Linked DNA regions of Mus musculus: region 1 is linked to region 2. The links are chromatin contacts, called in public promoter capture Hi-C maps. All regions are on one chromosome and are shown on one strand. Each heading gives the region's core, a stretch centred on a gene start, on an enhancer-like site or on the middle of the called end of the contact. The rest is flanking DNA. Distances are from core to core; before and after follow the strand shown. Region 1 holds the start of H3c11 (H3 clustered histone 11). Region 2 overlaps Gm32525 (a long non-coding RNA gene).

What was found. Promoter capture Hi-C pulls out the DNA fragments that hold promoters and counts their contacts.
Region 1: a contact with region 2 is called in a promoter capture Hi-C map of second pharyngeal arch cranial neural crest. The contact joins the promoter of H3c11 here to the enhancer-like site in region 2. A contact is called at or near these places in 4 of 39 promoter capture datasets (cranial neural crest, embryonic stem cells and second pharyngeal arch cranial neural crest) and 4 of 115 datasets of contacts at active chromatin or transcription factors (embryonic stem cells, large pre-B cells and memory CD8 T cells).

Annotation. Positions count from the first base shown.
Region 1 is chr13:21,781,577-21,785,924 of GRCm38.p6, forward strand. It overlaps H3c11 (H3 clustered histone 11), which reads right to left and starts at 1,821. Exons shown (of 1, transcript NM_178207.2): 1 at 1,339-1,821. The coding sequence starts at 1,794. The coding sequence ends at 1,384.
Region 2 is chr13:21,235,412-21,239,693 of GRCm38.p6, forward strand. All of the region lies in intron 1 of Gm32525 (a long non-coding RNA gene), which reads right to left. Among named protein-coding and RNA genes, the nearest start is that of n-TAtgc11, 3.4 kb to the right of the region's middle. Within about 2 kb of position 1,915, at least 6 of the 459 cell types and tissues checked have an H3K27ac peak or open chromatin away from gene starts, as enhancers often do. A contact at or near this core is called in second pharyngeal arch cranial neural crest, where this site is marked.

The DNA of each region.
Region 1 (4,348 bases), core at 571-3,070, 550 kb after region 2:
ATATTTGTAGACAGAAAATACATTAAAAAATATTTTACATTAGAAAAATTCTAAAACTTTCAAAAAATTTTCAGGGAGATCCCACTGCTCTCAAATGAGATGGCCAGTGAGATTTTGAAAGTATTTAGCAAACAGCACAGCCACACTCTTAAGTAAATAGCCAATAACAATATTGATATTTTTGCGTGTTTAGATGGCAAGCAGGCCAATATTCTAGAATACTATTGGGTGACCTATACTTATACAAATTCAAAGATTTGGAGAAGCTGGCACACATCTTTAATCCAGGAATTTGGGAGGCAGAGGCAGGTGGAACTCTGAGCTCAAGACCAGTCTGAAGTCTATAAATCTAGTTCCAGGACACCTAGGCTTACACAGAGAAACCTTGTCTTCAAAAACCAAAAAAGGAAATAAAGGAAGAAAGAAAGAAAAAAGAAAAATTAAAGTTTACTATAGTAGAAATAGAAGTCAGTTTTGCTTTGGGTGAGGAAAGATGTACAAGATTTGTACTAGTTTAATAAAGGGCATTAATAAATCACAAATAATTTTATTACTTTGTTTTCCAAAGAAACACAGTCTGGGGTTTTGCTTTGTTTTGTTTTGGACAATAGCAATCTTTCTTAAGCATAATTTATTGGGGCACACCTATAATCCTATCGATTATAACTGAAGCAAGATTAGGATTACAAGGTTTTCCGTGCTACATATTCAAGCAAGTCCAACGTTGAGCACTGGGCTACTTTTGAGTCCTTATCTATAAATAAATAAAATAAAGGAGGCTGTCTTAACAGTACAGAGGCTGGCAAGGCTGCTAAAGAATCCAACATATTTGTTACACATACTCTGGGAATGGTGTACAAAACCGGCAAGCCATATATGGTTAAAAGAAAACCACGTACGTCAGACATATTGACTCAAACTTGTCACAGCATGAAGCTAATTACAAAGGGCCAATGTTAGCACTTAAAAGGGTTCAAGATTGCCAAATTCCAAACCTTGCCCCCCCCCCCAAATAAACACACTAATCAAGTAATGTTCCTTATGAAAGCAATTTGCAGACTTAGGGAACACGCCTGGGGATTTTGCATTAACCAGTAGCACTATATAGTATCCAGAAAGCATGAATCTACAGATTTGCTGTAGGAGCTAACTTCCACACATTTTAGTTGACTGCCACCTTGAAGTCAGGTTGTTTCAAAGGCACATGCCTCTAGATTGTAAACTAACCTCACCTATATTTGAACACCTTAGGAGGATGTAGCACATATGCTCAGATACTGGAAAACATGATAGATGTTGGACCTGAGGTAGGTAAACAGCCGCTTTTTGGTGACAAAGGAGGGGGCTCTGAAAAGAGCCTTTTGTTATTAACAGGTAGGGGAATTACGCCCTCTCCCCGCGAATGCGACGGGCCAGCTGGATGTCCTTGGGCATGATGGTGACACGCTTGGCGTGGATGGCGCACAGGTTGGTGTCCTCAAACAGACCCACGAGGTAGGCCTCACAGGCCTCCTGCAGAGCCATGACAGCCGAGCTCTGGAAGCGCAGGTCGGTCTTGAAGTCCTGCGCGATCTCGCGCACCAGGCGCTGGAACGGCAGCTTGCGGATCAGCAGCTCGGTCGACTTCTGGTAGCGCCGGATCTCGCGCAGCGCCACGGTGCCGGGACGGTAGCGGTGAGGCTTCTTCACGCCGCCGGTGGCCGGGGCGCTCTTGCGGGCGGCCTTGGTGGCCAGCTGCTTGCGCGGGGCCTTGCCGCCGGTGGACTTGCGAGCGGTCTGCTTAGTACGAGCCATCTCAGTACACTAGAAAGTGAATAAAGTGGTGTTGAGATGGAAAAGCCCAAGTATATATATAACAAGCCACCCTTTTGGATTGGACAGTAAACTGCTGACATCATAGTTCCAGACAGGGGATTGGTCCGCGTTTAAACCGAGTAAGGAAAGGAAAAACGTTGCCTACATTTTATATTTAACGTACAAATTTCATCTTTTTACATAACAATTACTCTAGCAACTCCCAGAATTTATCATCTCGAGATAATGTTGGCTTTGGAGGTCAAAAGACCTCTTCGCTATTTATTTAAACAAGAGCACCGTTATTTGGGGGCAGAAATTTAATGGAAAGAAATCTGAAAGGAAAATTAACAAAAAAAAAAAAAAAAAAAAAGTTATTCCTGGAGTCATGAGCACTTCTTACACTTGATTTCGCTCAAAAACTGCTTGCAACACTTTTATGACCGGAAACTTTTAGAAGTTGCAATTGATACTGCCTTTCAGCGGTTGCGATTTTGGCGCGAAAAAAATTCAAAATCAGTGTATCTGCAACTTACTAGGGCTTTGAGATCCAGAAGGCTTTGAGATTCTGTTACTCTTCTACAGCAACACTGTAGGGGACAGGGGCATTCCCAGGTTGGCATTCATTATTTACAAGTTACAAAGTTACACCATTCAAGGTTAAAAGCGAACGCTGGGAATTCACAGATAGCAGCCCCACCCCACCGCCCAACACACACACACTATGTATACAGCTCTAGGAGACTAAGGCAGCCTTTGGAGTAACTCAGCAAGGGGTGATCTGATGATCCTGCTGAGCCAGGAAGACGATGGCAGGCTTGGTGATATTCAGCACATGACTTTTCGGGAGTGCTTGGTGCCGTTTTTTTTACCCAGGCCCTTTCCCCCACTTAATGTGGTCAAATTTGCCAGAAACAAAAGCAATAAGATCAGACAGTAAGCATGTTGTTTTATGAACAGGCTTTTTGCCTAATTGGGAATATCAGGCACAAGCAATATTTACTTGCTGTTTACCAGAGAACCTTACCAAGATTATCAGGAAAAAAGAACTGCTGAAGACGCTCATTTGAAAATAGCTCTATCCACCCCACATTCGGAGCTACCCACAGGTCATCCTTTACGAGTCAGGCGCCTAACCTGCCTTCACTCACAGCGTAGTCTTTGTGCTTGGTTGATGTACTCAGAGCCTAAGAGGGCTGAAGACAAATGTTTCTGACAATGTCAGATGTGCAAAGTGCTTTCTTTATAACAAAAGCTAAACAGCCTGCGAATTAGAATGGTAAAGGTGTATCAGTGTAGTTGAAGCTTAGATGTGCCCCTGAGCTCCCACACTTTGCCAAAATGGGTTGGTTTTTTTTTTCCATATGTAATTATTTGGGAAGGAGAGATTCAAACTCCATCTTTGTGCTGCTTCCCCCTGTGCTTTTCTCAGACTTGCCACATATCTGCTGAAAAGTGATTCCTGTTTTCTTCATTCCAAAATCATTCAAGAATCAGAGTTGTTGCTCCATTATTATTATTATTATTATTATTATTATTATTATTATTTGCAGAGGGAGGAGATAAAAAAAAAACTGGCTCCTGTCCTCTTTCTCTACCCATGGAAAACAACTGCACCCAGACATTCTCTCCATTACATTTACAAAAAAGAGGCACAATGCAGAGGCCAAAGATGACTTTATTGCTAGAAAACCCATTTTAAAGGCAACGGTGTTGCTTGGTTCTTGAGATTCTAGCTGTTTGGAAAGAATTACCAAACACCTTATACTATCTTCTAGAGCAAATGAGTTTTCTCCCATTCTTCTCTTGCAATGTCAGTGATATTTACCTTTAAAATGTGTCAACATTTTTGTTACTCTTGGAAGTAATGCCACCTTTAATTTTAATAGTTTTTGTAAGTATATTGTGAAGTGTCCAAGCTGTCTGTTAATGACTCCATTCTCCGGGGCTTGTAGGTTGTGAGTGGTCTTGGCATCCTGCAGAAAAGCCTCAAGAATCTGCTTTCCTTGCAACAATTACTTTAAAACCAAAAAGCATTCTACTTATGGGAAAAGCACAGGCTCTGTGCACATTATTTGAAATTTTATAACACAAAACACTTGAGTCCTATTCTCTTTTTAATGAAAAGAGATAAAAACAGGAAGAAAAAAGAAGAAAAGAAAAGAAAGAAAAGAAAAGAAACTTCATCTAACTTTAAGCTTGGTACCTGGGACCTGCAAATTGACTTGACAAATGGCATCTTAGCAGGGAGAATGATTTATAAAATATATACAGAGAAAGCTTTGCAGCAAGCAAGCTCAAGAAAACGTAAAAATGAAGTTTACTGGCTCTTTTAAGGATCTGGAGAATAAATACATGGGAAGGTAAATACACAAACTAGTAACAGGAGAGGCTAACCAGCAAAAATCCTCAATGATGGGCATTATTTTTGGTAGGTCAGAGCACAATAATGGAAATTTTTCTTCATGGCATTGTAAAGGGAGACTTCTGTCAAGTGTTTCACCATCCCTGTGTTCAGTGTCATCTTCAATTAATCCTTATACCCAAGTGATAT
Region 2 (4,282 bases), core at 665-3,164:
ATTGTTTCTCTGTCTCCTGTTAGGGCTCTACATACATGGAATAGATTTCATGGGGCACATTTACCTCTGACATTTAAGGAAGAAGAAAAGAAGGGACAAAGTCCTAGACCATGTAAAGAGTTTGGGTATCTTTAAAAAATCCAGTTATGTTATGTCAATGGGTTTTTGTTTTAATCCCAGGTGTGGGATAAGAGGCTGCTTCAAAGCAGGTGATTATGATCTGTCTCATGCTCTAGTAGGGGCATAATTGTTGCTAGGTGGAAACAGTTTACATTTGGAATTCTGGGGACTGTGGAGAGGGGATAAATGCCAGAGAGGGACCTTGGCGATTCAAGAAGGCTGCTCCTCCTCCTCTTGTTGTAGTCTGCCAAATGGTTGTGAACAAAGAGACAAGAAGTTGGAGATATCCTGACATGAAGATTGGACTTGCCTCAAGGAACTCCAATGACTCTAATTAGCAGGAAGTAGTCTAAAGAGGTCTACACCCACTTTTTCCTCTAACTTTCCTCTTCTACCTAGTGTTGGGAGGTTGGAAGGAATTAGGGTAGAATAAGGCATGGAAGGGTGGTAGGTATAAGAACCCAATAAAATAGATTTAAAAATAGGGCCCACAGGTCTGCCTGAGGATAATACATACCATTGTGCCCAACTGAATTTTGATCCCAATGAGACACAGTTACCCAGTTCTGTTTATTTTAAGACTATCCTTCAACAGCCTCATCTTTTTTGTTTTGCTTTTTCCAGGAGAAATGAGAGGTTGAGAAGTTTTTGTAATTTCAGTTAACAGTTTGTTTGTGGTACTCAGACCCTCTAGGTACCACTAAGCCCCACTCTAGCTCAAGCCTTAGACAGTCTTGAAAGGAAAGGGTTATGGCTGTGTGAGGCCTACTGCTTCCCTGTGAGGGGTGGAAGTTGTGTGGATGTAAATGTCCTTAAGGCTATCCTAACATTCAAAATGCTGTGCTGTATTCTTTTTCAAAGGCATTTCCAATATTACCCATCCCAATTCAAGCTCTACTGACTAAAGTCTCCCACGGTGCCTGGTTCCATGATCTGAAGTCACAAGTGCCTCCTTACACCCAGTGATAAGAAGAAATTAAGCCAGGAATGGGGGCCCAAAGACTACAACAAGATGGTTCTGGAAGGACCTTGAATACTACCTTTGAGATGGGTTGGGCGATGCCCAGGGCCTGAGTGCAGGCTCCTGAATGTCCCACACAGAAACACTCAGTTCCCTGACTGGTTTTCATTTCCTGTACACAAACACATGATACAAAATGTTTATTTTAAACCTACACAATTTGGACCTTGTAGTGGTTAGGTTTTTTTAAGTTGACAGAAAAGCGACTTGGGAAGCAGGAACTCTCAGTTGAGGAATTGCCTCTATCAGACTGGCTGTAGGCAAGTCGCTGGGGGCACTTTCTTGATTAATGATTGATGTGGGAGGGCCCAGTCCATTGTCTGCAGTGCCAGCCCTGGGCAAAAGGTCCTGGGTTATATAATAAAATAAGCTGAAGCTGGGCAGTGATGGCACATGACTTTAATCCCAGCACTAGGGAAGCAGAGCCAAGTGAACTCTGAGTTTAAGGCCAGTCTGGTCTGTCTATAGAGGGATTCCAGGCCAGCCAGGACTACACAGAGAAATCCTGTCTCTAAAAAAACCAAACCAAACCAAAGCAAAACAAAACAGTAAGTGGAGTAAGCCAGTAACTGGTTTCTACATAGCTTCTGCTTGAGTTCCTGCCCTTGCTTTCTGTTATGATGGAGTCTAACTTCTAATATGTCTTAAACCCTGTTTCCCTAAATTGCTTTTGGTCATAGTTTTATCACAGCAACAAAACTGCGGCAGACTCTGAGCCACAGAACCTCTTAGGCGGATGTCAGAGTAGATGATGTACACACACACAGTCTCTTAGTTTCCCAGCCGGAGGGATTGTAGCTAACGTGACCACATCTGGAATCAACTAAATGCCAACCGTCTGAGCACATCCGGGGGAGACTTTCTTGATGAGATTATTTGAGATAGGAAAATACACTCTAAATCTGAGCTTCTCCTGGTGACACCTCACAGAAAAGGACAGGAAAGATGAGAGCTTTTGCTTTTTGTTTGTTTGTCTTCACACTTGCTGGCAAGTTCATCTGCTCTGTGGCTGAAGCCTTTCTGTCCTTCTCTGCACACCCCCTTCCCCACCCCGCCCTGCCCTCATAGCTCTGCTCCGGTCTGGTCTATCTGCCTGTCTACCTGTCCACTTGTCTGCCACTGCCCTTTCCCCAGGATCTCATTCTCCTCCCTTCCCTCTTTATATCAGACCTGTTGCATGGCATAATTTCTCAGAGGCACACATTAGCATGGACCCACCAGGCATCCCCTTACCGAGTTATATTTCACAGCAGTAAAATCCAGTGATTCCATCCAGAGGATACTGGGAAATCCCCTAGGAGCTGTGGAAACCAGGGGTTTCTGAATCAAACAAGAAAATGCTTCCTTATGTGTGTTCTCAAGGTCTCAGCCACCCCACCCCACCCCACCCAGCAAGAAAGATGAACTGTGACTCCGTTGTAAGGAGGAGCTTCTTGACATCTTGGGGTGAAACTGTGCGTCTGGTGATGTGCTCCTGTAAACAACCATTCCTGTTTCAACCCAGAGTCTGGCACCAGCTTGAGTGACTGTCAACACAGCCAGTACAAACGCAAGGGGACTGGCCGACAACAATAACAACAGAAAAATAGCCACGGGGATCTGCTGCTCTTGGGGTTTTGTTTTGTTTTCGATTAGAAGCAGGGACTGTATCCGCCTTCCAAGCTCAGCTCCTTCATTTCTTTCTGCCATGTCCCTGGAAGGTAAACACGAGTTGGGGGATAAGGCCTAGAGTCAGAACATTTGCCTAGCCATGTGAGAACTTGGGTGTAAATTAATATTTATACCAATAAGGACACGACACCAGAGATGTAAATTGAGGTAAAACCCTGCTAGCTCACCGAGATAACTTTATTTTCTTAACTATATACAAAGTATCTATTTACAAGCCCGATCCTACAACTAAACTACTAGCTCTTTAGAAGTCTCTATGTGTCATTCTACTGAGCTAGTCTGCCTTTCTCTTGAGTGCCTCCAAACCCAAGAGGGCCCCTTGGTTCTCTTTCCTAGAATACTGTGTAACCTGTGCCTTGCAGCTGCAGCTGCTTCTCTGTTTTCCTGCAAGTCCAAAGAGAAAATCCCTATCTGTTGTTAGGAGCTCCTTCTGTGAGACCCCGACTTAGAGCATTTCTCCCTAGAAGGTAAAGCCCCTGGTCATTCCCCAAGCTTGTTTCCCTGATCTCTAAAAATACAGCTAGAAAGAAGCTCTTTGTTCTCTATAGCCAGCAAAAAGCCTTTTGGTTTCTGAGCCTTACAGCCAGAGATGCGATAATTGTAATTTTACCAAGGACATCCAGGCAGAGAAGAACACTCCTCCCAACTCTTCCCAACTCCTCCCAACTCTCCTCCCAACTCCTCCCAATTCCTTAGCTAGCTGTTAAAAGCCCCCCTACTGTTGCAACTTGGAGTCCAACTTCCCTGCCCTGCACTGCAGAAGGACTTCGTCCTCAGCTAGCTGATAATAAAACCTCTTGCAGTTTGCATCAGGTGTGGTTTTCTCTCAAGTCATTGGGGTGCTGGGCAGCTCATCCCAGGACTTGAGCGGAGGCCCAACTTCGGGGGGTCTTACACTTTCACAAAGGCTCTTCCAAGCCAAAAACCAGAGCTCTATCAAAGGTCCTTTGCTTGTAAAAGAAGTCTTTAGCTCTGTCCCTACACCCTTGGCAGGCTGAATCATGCCACTGTTATTGTGGTGAGGCGGGTGCCCAGTCAGTAGGGCCTCACCATTTCACTTTTTTTTTTTTAATCAAAGAGTAGTTGTGTGTGTGTTTTTTTTAAAAATAAAAACAGAAACTCTAAGTACCGATATGTACATTGTACACATTTAAATGACTCACAAGAATGAAGTTTTGCTTTTCTTATATAGTAAGATCATACTATCAAAAGATGTTCAAGAATTCTGCCTCCAAACCACATACATGACTGCCATTTTAAACTGACCAAATTTCAAACCCTTTAACTTTTATGGTGGGCTAGGTCTAGGCCAAAGTCAGCTCTAGCTGACTTTGCCTCAGGTTATAGAGCAAAGACAACAAGACCTCTACCAAGCAATTTGCCTTAAAATAGGCAGGAACTCTCCATTCTTTATCATTCTACTCTATGGAGGCTCTTAGAGGCACACCGAACTGTATCTCTTCAGGACAT